Regions from separate parts of the Oryctolagus cuniculus genome. Here region 2 is linked to region 1. The links are chromatin contacts, called in public Hi-C maps. All regions are on one chromosome and are shown on one strand. Each heading gives the region's core, a stretch centred on a gene start, on an enhancer-like site or on the middle of the called end of the contact. The rest is flanking DNA. Distances are from core to core; before and after follow the strand shown. Region 1 holds the start of EEIG2 (EEIG family member 2). Region 2 overlaps LOC100344331 (mitochondrial adenyl nucleotide antiporter SLC25A24).

The links. Hi-C and Micro-C count contacts between places; a contact is called where the count stands out from the background.
Region 2: a contact with region 1 is called in a Hi-C map of embryonic fibroblasts, with 1.8 times the contacts expected there. The contact joins the enhancer-like site here to the promoter of EEIG2 in region 1. A contact is called at or near these places in 6 of 6 Hi-C or Micro-C datasets (ear pinna, embryonic fibroblasts, liver and 3 more).

Annotation. Positions count from the first base shown.
Region 1 is chr7:61,874,973-61,879,947 of mOryCun1.1, forward strand. It overlaps EEIG2 (EEIG family member 2), which reads right to left and starts at 2,965. Exons shown (of 11, transcript XM_002715816.5): 1 at 2,424-2,965. The coding sequence starts at 2,563.
Region 2 is chr7:61,916,364-61,921,338 of mOryCun1.1, forward strand. The region is part of intron 2 of LOC100344331 (mitochondrial adenyl nucleotide antiporter SLC25A24); the gene reads left to right. Among named protein-coding and RNA genes, the nearest start is that of EEIG2, 41 kb to the left of the region's middle. Within about 2 kb of position 2,673, at least 1 of the 8 cell types and tissues checked has an H3K27ac peak or open chromatin away from gene starts, as enhancers often do.

The DNA.
Region 1 (4,975 bases), core at 1,715-4,214:
TACTGGTCTTCTCTTTGAAGAAGAGAAGTGCTGGGTGCCAAAGCACTGATGGGTGTTCCAGGTACAGCATCTTACCAAACCCTCACAATGACTCCACATGTAACTGACTGTTTCATGTTACAGACGGAAGTTCTAAGAGGCTTCCTTATGCCAGGCTTCCCCACTACAGTGTACTCAGGATTAAGGCTTAGACTCACCTTCTTCCAAACCCTTGCTCTTAGCTTTATACCAAAAATCTCTACCAAACTTGAAAGGCACAGGCCCCTTGCTAAGAATCATTTCCCTCTATCAGTATATCTTTATTATTATTATTATTATTTGGTTATGAGACACTATTCTTAACAGGATGCAGTGCCAGTACCCCATATGGATGCAGGTTCAAGTCTCGGCTGTTCCACTTCTGATCCAGCTCTCTGCTACGGTCTGGGAAAGCAGTACAAGATGGCCCAAGTCCTTGGGCCCCTGCACCCACATGGGAGATCCAGAAGAAGCTCCTGGCTCCTGGCTTCGGATCGTCGCAGCTCTGGCCATTAAGACTATCTGGGAAGTGAACCAGAGGATGGAAAACCTCTCTCTGTCTCTACTTCTCTGTAACTCTGCCTTTCAAATAAATAAATAATTTTTTAAAATATTATTTATCTGGATTAAAATCAGATTTTAGTCGGAAGAGAATGGGATCAGGATACTTGACTTTTTCATTTCCAAGTCTTTCAAAACATATATCACACCTCTGGCTCATTAAAACCATTAGGAAGCTTCTTGTTCAGAAACTTCTTCACAACACACATTTGTTTCCCTTTATCTGGCATCACCCTTTTTGGGGTCAGACAGACCTGTACCAAAATTTTGGCACTGTACTTAGCAGCTGTGAGAGCCTTGGGGAAATCAGTCATGCTTTCTATACCTCGGTTTATCCACAAAATGGGGATCCCCATCTCACAGACCTGCTACAAGAATTAAATCAAACAGTACATTTGAAAGGCCCATGTGTGTCTGCTGAATAAATGCCTGCAACCGTGAAATAATGGACTTGTGAGAAATAAGCCAAATCAGTATTTGGAGGGAGGAAGAAGGAGGTAGTGGAGGAGTGTCCCAACCACCAGGTGTCACCACTGGTCCAGGAGCACTGGTCTAACTGTCCCAGCTGGGGTGTGGGACACTGCAGGGAAACTGCCTAGGCCTCAGGGGAAGGCTGTCACCTGCACCCACAAGACACTGCCCAGCTACCTTAGGCTCTTCAATGTCGTTAAGAGCTGGAGCCATTCTAGTTTACACTGTCAGGTACATTAAAAATAACTATAATATAATTAATTAGTTGGATTGCCACAAATTTATCATCACAGCTTAAGGACAAAAGCTATCCGTGGAGGACTTTCTTAATTTTGAGAATCAATAGCGTTTCATATCTCCTTTGGCTTAGCCAATGAGATATTTTCGGCATCTACAGGCTTCCATAATGCCACTGCCAACAATCTTCTGGCCCCAATTCCACAACTTATTGACATTATTTCCTGTACATTATTAATACGATGACAAATAAAAGTAGAGGCTTTTTAGGGTAACAACGAAGACTATGCCCAGTATATTCGAAGACAAAATAAACATTAACTATTAATCCTCCTTGATCTCAGGAACTCTAAAGGTCACGTTAAAAAAAATGCTTTTGAAAATCTTCTTGGAAAGAAAAACACCTTTGGGGGTAATCTGTCAACCTGTGGCTAGCCCTGAAGTTACTCAAGGGACAGTGCCACACTGGCTCATTCTGTAACCTGCTCACAACCCCCTCCCCTCTCCCCGGGAGTGAGCTCCTTCCTCAATGAGGGCAGGGCCCTCTGAGGCTAAGCCCTCCACACCGAGCCCCACTAGTGGCCACTGCCAGATGGGTAACTCACGGAGGATGCGCCGCTGCACGATGAGAGAGACTTGCGTCGCCCGCCAGGAACAGTTGACTCAAGTCAAGCCTGACCAGGCCAAGCCTGGCCTCGAAGTGTGCGCCCAAGTCCCCGCCTAACCCACAAGGGACAGGCAGTTAGGCTAAGCACAGGCTCGGGCAGTCTGCGATATTTTTTGTTTGTAACAACAGCTCAACCCCCTCGTTGCACTGCACCAAGAGAACACAGAAGCATCCTCTCCCCGTGGCCATCGCTCCCATTCCTCGTGAACTTGGGAGGGCACAGCGGCCACCAGATGCCATCCCGAGGGAGGAGCGCAGGAGCCAAGGCCATGGGGATGAACCCATCTGCGAAAGCACTTCGTGCCGATCAATAACTCCTGATTCCAGACGGGTCCCCGCCGAGGGCGGCGGGCTCCCGAGGCTGGCCGCCCTGCTGGAGCAGAGGCGCCGAGGTTCGAGATGCTGCCCTTCCGCCAAGCCCCTGAGGGCGGGCGGCTCGCGAGAGCTGGGGGCGCGGGGGGCGCCTTACCTGGAGGACTCGGCCGTGAAGCTGCCGCCGTCCAGCAGCCGCATCTTGCAGAAGAGGACCCCATTGACGAAGGGCACCGAGGAGAGCTCCTCGAGCTCGAAGTCCACCTTAAACTTAAACTTCTTCTTCTTCATCATCATGAGAGCCAGGCGCCGGCGAGCGGGGTGCGGGGGTGGCCCCAAGGGGCGCGCAGGCAGGCGCCGCCGCCTTAGCTCGGCCGAGCCCCGGATCCGCCCAGCCCCATGGCCGGGGCCGCGAGCTGCGCGCGGGGGCGCGGCCGGGGGGCGCCGCAGGCCGGCCGGGGCCGAGGCGGCGGCCGCCGCCGCCGCCTCTCGCGGCAGTCCGGGCCGGAGTGAGGCGGCGGCTGCGGCGCGGACCCCGGCCGCCCGCGGGGTCTGTTCGTGCTGCAGCTCGCCCGGGGAGGGGTGCGCCTTTTCGGTGCTCAGCTCCCCGCCGTCGCCGTTCGTCTGAGAGCCTGGAGAGGAAAAGCTCGGAGAACGGCCACCACCGCTGCCGCCGCCTCAGCGCCTCGGGGCCTCGGGCGCCCCCAGCGGCCGCGGCCTGCAGTGCAGCCTGGGGCGGAAGCGGGAGGGAGGGCGGGGAAATTCGCGGCGGGCGGACGCTTCGCGGGGGAAGCTAACCCGCGACGGCAGTTAACACGTCACGCCTCTCGGGGGTTAAAAAAAGACAAACTCAACCAAAAAAAGCTTCCTTCTACTGCTTCCTGTCCGCCTTTCCTTTCAGCTTCTGCACCGCCTCTTTCCTCTCCCTCCCTCTCCAGTGATTCTTTTCCCTTGGGTTTGAGAGACCTGGGTTAGGAGGCGCAACCAGGCTCCACAACATTGTTTTAGTACAATGGAAATCCTAAAACGAAAATTTCCCTCAGGTACTCTAAATTCACCAGCCTTCGATGCAGATGAGGCCGGGAAAAGGAATGGGATTAAAATGTGTTGAGGTCTTGCCACGTCCCAGGAACTGTGCTGCTACAGGCGTCTGTTCTTATTGTATCCTGTCTCCTGAGACAAAAGTACAAAAGGAATTCAAATAATATCCTCTTTTTAAGAATTTATGTGGCTATGCTGAGAACTGGAGTGTCTGAAATCAAATTCTGCAGGGCAGGCTTAAAAACAACAACAACAAAATCCACCTCTCCCTCGAAGAGCAATTATCTGTCTTCTGTGAGCCTGTACAGTATCTATTATTGCAATCATGTGGTTTAGTTGGTTACATAATGTGTTGGTTTTTAAACTGAATTTTTGTCCTTTTAACGCAAAGGTTGGCTGGTGGTAATCTCTGAAAGTGTGACTGAAAAGATTATCCTCTCATTTATTCATTCATATAAAATATTTTAATTGTCTAAAATGTCAGTCACTGGCTACACCCAATGATCAAAAAAACAACGACTTCCCTGAAGGATTTTACAGTATCAGTATTCCAAGTTTTTGCCCCCTACAAAGGTAAGAATTCAAAGCAGAGGCATACATACAATGCGCAAGTGAGAGCAGGATTTATCTGAAAGAGAGAGAGGGAGTGAATATACATTCACGCCTGAGCGCGGGCCACCCCTGGTGGAGAGATGCCTGTCATGAGTGGGCCCGAGGGTTGCCTATGAGGAGACAGGGGGAGGAGGCCAGAGAAAGACCCATTCACACGGCTCAGAAGCAAAAGAAAGACTACTCCCATATTCAGTCTCTTTTAGGAGATAGGGGGTGGGGCCCTATTTGAATATACAAATTGTGTGGAGTGAAGTGTGTGTAGGGCTTTTTTGGGAGTTTCCTGGGCTTCCAAGTGGAGCTTAACTTCCACGTGGCATCTGGTCCCAGGTGAGATACAGCTGCATCATTGGAAATTGGGCTTTCTGGATTGACAGGTCAAGGGTGGAGTTACAATGTAGAGTACACAGAAATTATGAAAAAAATGTACCAGCTTGATTTATTCCCACCTAACTCCCTGCTTAGTTCCCCCATATTGTGAAGATCCAGAGTCAAGGTTTAGAAGTTTGGAGGGGGTTGGCGCTGTGGCGTAGAAGGTAAAGCCGCTGCCTGTAGTGCTGGCATCCCATATGGGTGCCAATTTGAGTCTCGGGTGCTCCATTTCCCATTCAGCTCTCTGCTATGACCTGGAAAGCAGTGGAAGAGGGTGACCTTACACCTACATGGGAGGCCCTGAAGAAGCTCCTTGCTCCTGGCATTGCAGCCATTTGGGGAGTGAACCAATAGATGGAAGACACCTCTCTCTCTCTCTCTCTCGGCCACTGCCTCTCTGTAACTCTTTCAAATAAATAAATAAATCTTTAAAAAAAAAAACAAAAAGTTTGGAGGTAAAGAGACAGTAGGAAGAGGCGGGGACTTTGGTTTATAGCTTGGATACCTGCATGGACGTTAGTTAATTCTGTTCACTGAGCTGGAAGAGGAGGGCAGATTGGGAAAGGAAGAGAGAAATGGGTCTTTATCTGAACTGCTTCCCAGGAGAGAGGGGCAGCCGTATCTCAGGTGAAAGGTTAAGACTGAACATATGCATTGGATATCAGGGAGAAGCTCAAAAGATGGGTG
Region 2 (4,975 bases), core at 1,423-3,922, 41 kb after region 1:
GAAACTGAAAAAGCAGTGGCTTAAGGTCTGAATTTATTTTCGAGTTTGTTTCTGTTACACATAAACCTATACAGTCAAGGAAGGGCTGACATCAAGTTTCCATAGTCATCAGGATCCTGGCTCCTTCTGTCTCACTGCGCCATCACCCATAACCTGCATGCACTAAGTGGAATAAATAGGTTTAGAGTCTCTGGGGGCTGTAGACTAGAATAACTGCTTGCTGTAGCAGGATAAAGCTTGATATATTGGTAAATCTGATGGAAGCTGCTGATGTAATGGTGCATTACAGCTATGTAAGACTTTTTAAAAAATTCATTAATTTTAAAATTTTATTTGAAGGGGCTGGGACCATCTTTCCCTGCTTTCCCAGGAGCATTAGCAGGGAGCCTGTTTGGAAGTGGAGCAGATGGGACTAGAACTGGTGCTCATATGCCAGCTTAATCGGTTGTGCCACAACACAATCTCCTCAAGCAGCATCTTAACCACTGTGCTAGACATCCACCCCTGTGTGCCCAATTCTTAGCTACACGATGTATAAATTTCACAAACTAACATCCTATAAATTAACAACACAGATTGGTACTCTCAGGGCCCAAAATCTTACCCAGTTTCTCTTCTGTTGCAGCCTTTCTATTCTCTACAATAATGATGCTCTTCTTCATCTAATCTCTTTAGACTTCTGGCCTTCACAGTCTGTCTTTATGACTCTGCCTCAATTTTTTTAAAAGATTCATTTATTCATTTGAAAGTCAGAGTTACCGAGAGAGAGGGAGAGACAGAGTGAAATCTTCCGTTTGCTGGTTTACTCCCTAGATGGCCTCAACAGCCATAGCAGGAGGCAGGAGCTTCATTCAGGTCTCCTCAGGTGGGTGCAGGGGCCCAAGTACTTGGGTAGATCATATTCCACTGCTTTCCTAGGCACATCAGCAGGGAGCTGGATCGGAAATTGAGCAGCGGGATTTGCACCTGTGCCCCCATGGGATTATGGCACTGCAGGCGGAGGCCCTACCCACTACATCACAATGCCGGCCCTTGCCTCACATCCTTACATCCTTATTCCTTCACCACAGTGCTTCGTTCTTCACTGAAGAAATAAAGTCATTGAATGGGACCATTTTTTCCATCATATCTACAGATATTCAACAGAATTTGCGCCTGTTTTTCCATTCCATTAGAGGAGGGGTGACTAGAGCTGTAATTAGCCTTTGGGTTGAAGTTGCGGAGAATGTGGAAAGTTGAACCTGAAAACAGGTTATGATTTTGCCTAATGAGTAAGAGACATGAAAGGGGGCACAGGGAGAACAGAGCATCTAAGGTTTTGGTTACGGTGATGGATCATTGAATCTAAGTGGGAGTGAAGATAGAAAGGAGGGTCAAGGAGCTCATTTATCTCTTTTCTTATTTTTCAGATTCCTTATACTTTCTGAATACTAGCTTTTGTTGGTTGTAAGAATTGTCTTTTTGTCCTATCTGTGGATTTTCTTTTTCACCTTTTTAATGATGTACTTTGCATGTTTTTGATTTTAACAAATTTGTATTTTATGGGCTAGGCCTTTGATGTTTGTTTATTTTTTTGTTTAATGTCTTAGTTTGGAACTCCTTTTCTACACTAAGTTCACAAATGTATTAGGTTTTGTTTCATAACGTTTTAGGATTTCACATTTTACATGTAGGTCTTCACTTGGAATTTATTTTTATGTGCGTTTGAGGTGAGAACCTGTTCAGTCTTTAATTAGTTCCTCACTCCTCAATTCATCAAAAATGTTGATAATCCAAAATACACTATTCAGCTTTTTCTTGTACTCAATTTTTTAGTATCATTTGGCATATTAAAAGTTCATACACTCGGCTGGCGCCGCAGCTCACTAGGCTAATCCTCCACCTTGCGGCGCCGGCACACCGGGTTGTAGTCCCAGTCAGGGTGCCGGATTCTGTCCCGGTTGCCCCTCTTCCAGGCCAGCTCTCTGCTATGGCCCGGGAGTGCAGTGGAGGATGGCCCAGGTGCTTGGGCCCTGCACCCCATGGGAGACCAGGAGAAGTACCTGGCTCCTGCCATCGGATCAGCGCGGTGCGCCGGCCGCAGCGCGCCGGCCGCGGCGGCCATTGGAGGGTGAACCAACGGCAAAGGAAGACCTTTCTCTCTGTCTCTCTCTCTCACTGTCCACTCTGCCTGTCAAAAAAAAAAAAAAAAAGTTAATACATTCTAAAAATTGCCTTCTCATGATTTCTTTAATAATACACTTTTCAGTTTTTTCCTATTTCTTTGGTAGCTCTTTCTTGGTCTCCTTGAGTAAAAATAACAGTAACTTTGATATATGAAATTATTTTTATATGCCAGGCCCTGTGTGAGTATTTTTTCCTACTTAATCCTCATAACACACAGTTCAGAAAAAACTGGCACTCCTGAGAAAAGTGAAGCCAGAGAACTGATGTGGCTTTTCCAAGGTTGTTTAGTCCAGGAAGCCTGAGTTTAGGTTGGGCTCTTACCCACTGCACTATGTTCGCTGTTTGCCTCAAAGTGGCATCTGCCTTTCAGAGTGCTTCAGAGCTTCTTCTAGAGGCCTCTTCTTTCTCTGCTTGAAGTGGACTTTTTCTCTCCTGGAGCTTTAAGAGCTATGTGTATACCAATGACTTGCACATCTATTTCCAGCTCAGACCTCTTTCCTGAGCTGTGCATGCAGATTGACTACTTGCCTGACTCACAGGCATCTCAAACTTAGCATGTCTAAAACTGAACCCTTGGTCCTACCCCCAGTCTATCCCCTCCATCCCAGACTGGCAACTCCATCTACAGTGGTGTCTCATTCATACCTGAAACCTCAAAGTTATTTTTGGTTCCATTCTCTCCTTTCATCCAATCTTTCACTAAGTTTTTTTTTTTTTTTAAGATTAATTTTATTTATTTGAAGGACAGAGTGAGAGAGAGAGAGAGAGAAACAGAGAGGTCTTCGACCATCCTCTGGTTCACTCCCCAAATGGCTGCAATAGCTGGAACTGGGCTAATCTGAAGCCAGAAGCCTGGCGCTTCTTCTGGGTCTCCCACACGGGTGCAGGGGCCCAAGGACTTAGGCCATCTTCTACTGCTTTCTCAGGCCATAGCAGAGAGCTGGATCGGAAATGGAGCACCCAGGACTCGAACTGGCACCCATATGGGATGCTGGCACTGCAAATGGCAGCTTTACCCGCTAAGCCACAGCGCCAGCCCCTACAAAGTTCTTTGATTTCTACCTTTAAGACACATGATCTGTCTGGTTCTGTCTCTCCACTACCACCACTCCAGTTCAGGCTGATCACCTCATGAATCTAACTGGTCTCCTCACACCAGTTCTTGCCTTTTCTTCCAGCCTCCACACAGTAGCTAGAGGGATTTCTCGCATTGTGAATTAAATCATGTTGTTCTGCTGCCCCAAATTCTTAAATGGTTCCTGGCATAGCAGCCATATCATTCAGCAGTACTCAGTGTCCTTCCTTGTGGGAGGACATGTGGTCAGGAGGGCATGTCACTTGCTTTGGGTAAGGAAATGTGCACAGAAATCGTGTGTGCACCCACAGGCAGAAGCTTTCAGAGTGCAGCGTGCTTCTCCAGCTCACCCTTCTTCTGCCATGGCCACCAGCAGTGTTCCAGATAGTGGCTGCATTGGCTCTAGAGTAAAGAAAAGAAATGCCAGGTGCAGAGCGGACTACTGACCTATGATGGACACAGGTCTGAATGAAATATTTGCCCCATAGGCCACTGAGATTTGGTGGTTGTTTGTTATTGCAGCATAACTTTGTTAGTCCTGACTAATATACTTTTATATTGCTCTTGAAAAAATCTAGGATCTTTCATATGGCCTATGGTGCTATGCATGATTTGATCCCTGTCTGCATGTCTAATCTCAGCTTGTACCACTCTTTCTGTTGTTCGTTATTTTCTGGTCACTTTAGTGTCCTTTGGTTCTTGATTTTCCAATTTCTTTTTCTTCTCAGGCATATTAAAAGTACAAGGAGAGGGGCTGGTGCTGCGGCATAGTAGGCTAAGCCTCTGCCTGTGGCACTGGCATCCCATATGGGTACTGGTTTGGTTTGTATCCCAGATGTTCCTCTTCTGATCCAGCTTTCTGCTTATGATCTGGTAAATCAGTCAGAAATGGCCCAAGTGCTTGGGCCCCTGAACCTACGTGGAAGACCCTGGAGAAGCTCCTGGCTCCTGGATTCAGATCAGCTCAGCTCTGGCTGTTGCGGCCATTTGGGGAGTGAACTAAGCAGCTGGAAGACCTTTCTCTCTGTCCTTCCCTCTCTCTGTTTATAGCTCTGCCTGTCAAAAAAAAAAAAATCTTAAAAAGAAAAGTACAAGGAAAGACAGGTTTATGGCCTGCTGGCTATAAGATACCAGTTAAAATGCATATATTCCATATGGGAGCACCTGGATTTGAGTACTGTCCTGCTCCTAATTCCGATTTCTGCTAATGTGGATCCTGGGAGGCAGAGGTGATGGCTCAAGCAATTGGGTTCCTGCTACCCATGTGGCAGAACTGGATTGAGTTCCCAGCTCCCGGCTTCAGCTTGGCTCAGCCCAAGCTGCTATGATCATTTGAAGAATGAACCAGTAGATAGGAGATCTCTGGTGCGCTGTGCCGATCTGAAGGCAGGAGCCAGGTGCTTCCTCCTGGTCTCCCATGCTGGTGCAGGGCCCAAGGACTTGGGCCATCCTCCACTGCCTTCCCAGGCCACGGCAGAGAGCTGGACTGGAAGAGGAGCAACCAGGACAGAATCCGGTGCCCCAACTGGGACTAGAACCCGGTGTGCCAGCGCTGTAGGTGGAGGATTAGCCAAGTGAGCTGCGGCGCCGGCCAAAAAAAAAAGTACTTTAAAAGTCCATGCAGTGCCATTTTTCCTGCTGTTTGGCCAATGCTAGCCTATCTTTTAGATCTTAGCTTAATTATCACCTAAACTTCAGATAGGCCTTTCCTCATTACCAATACATTAGGTTCCC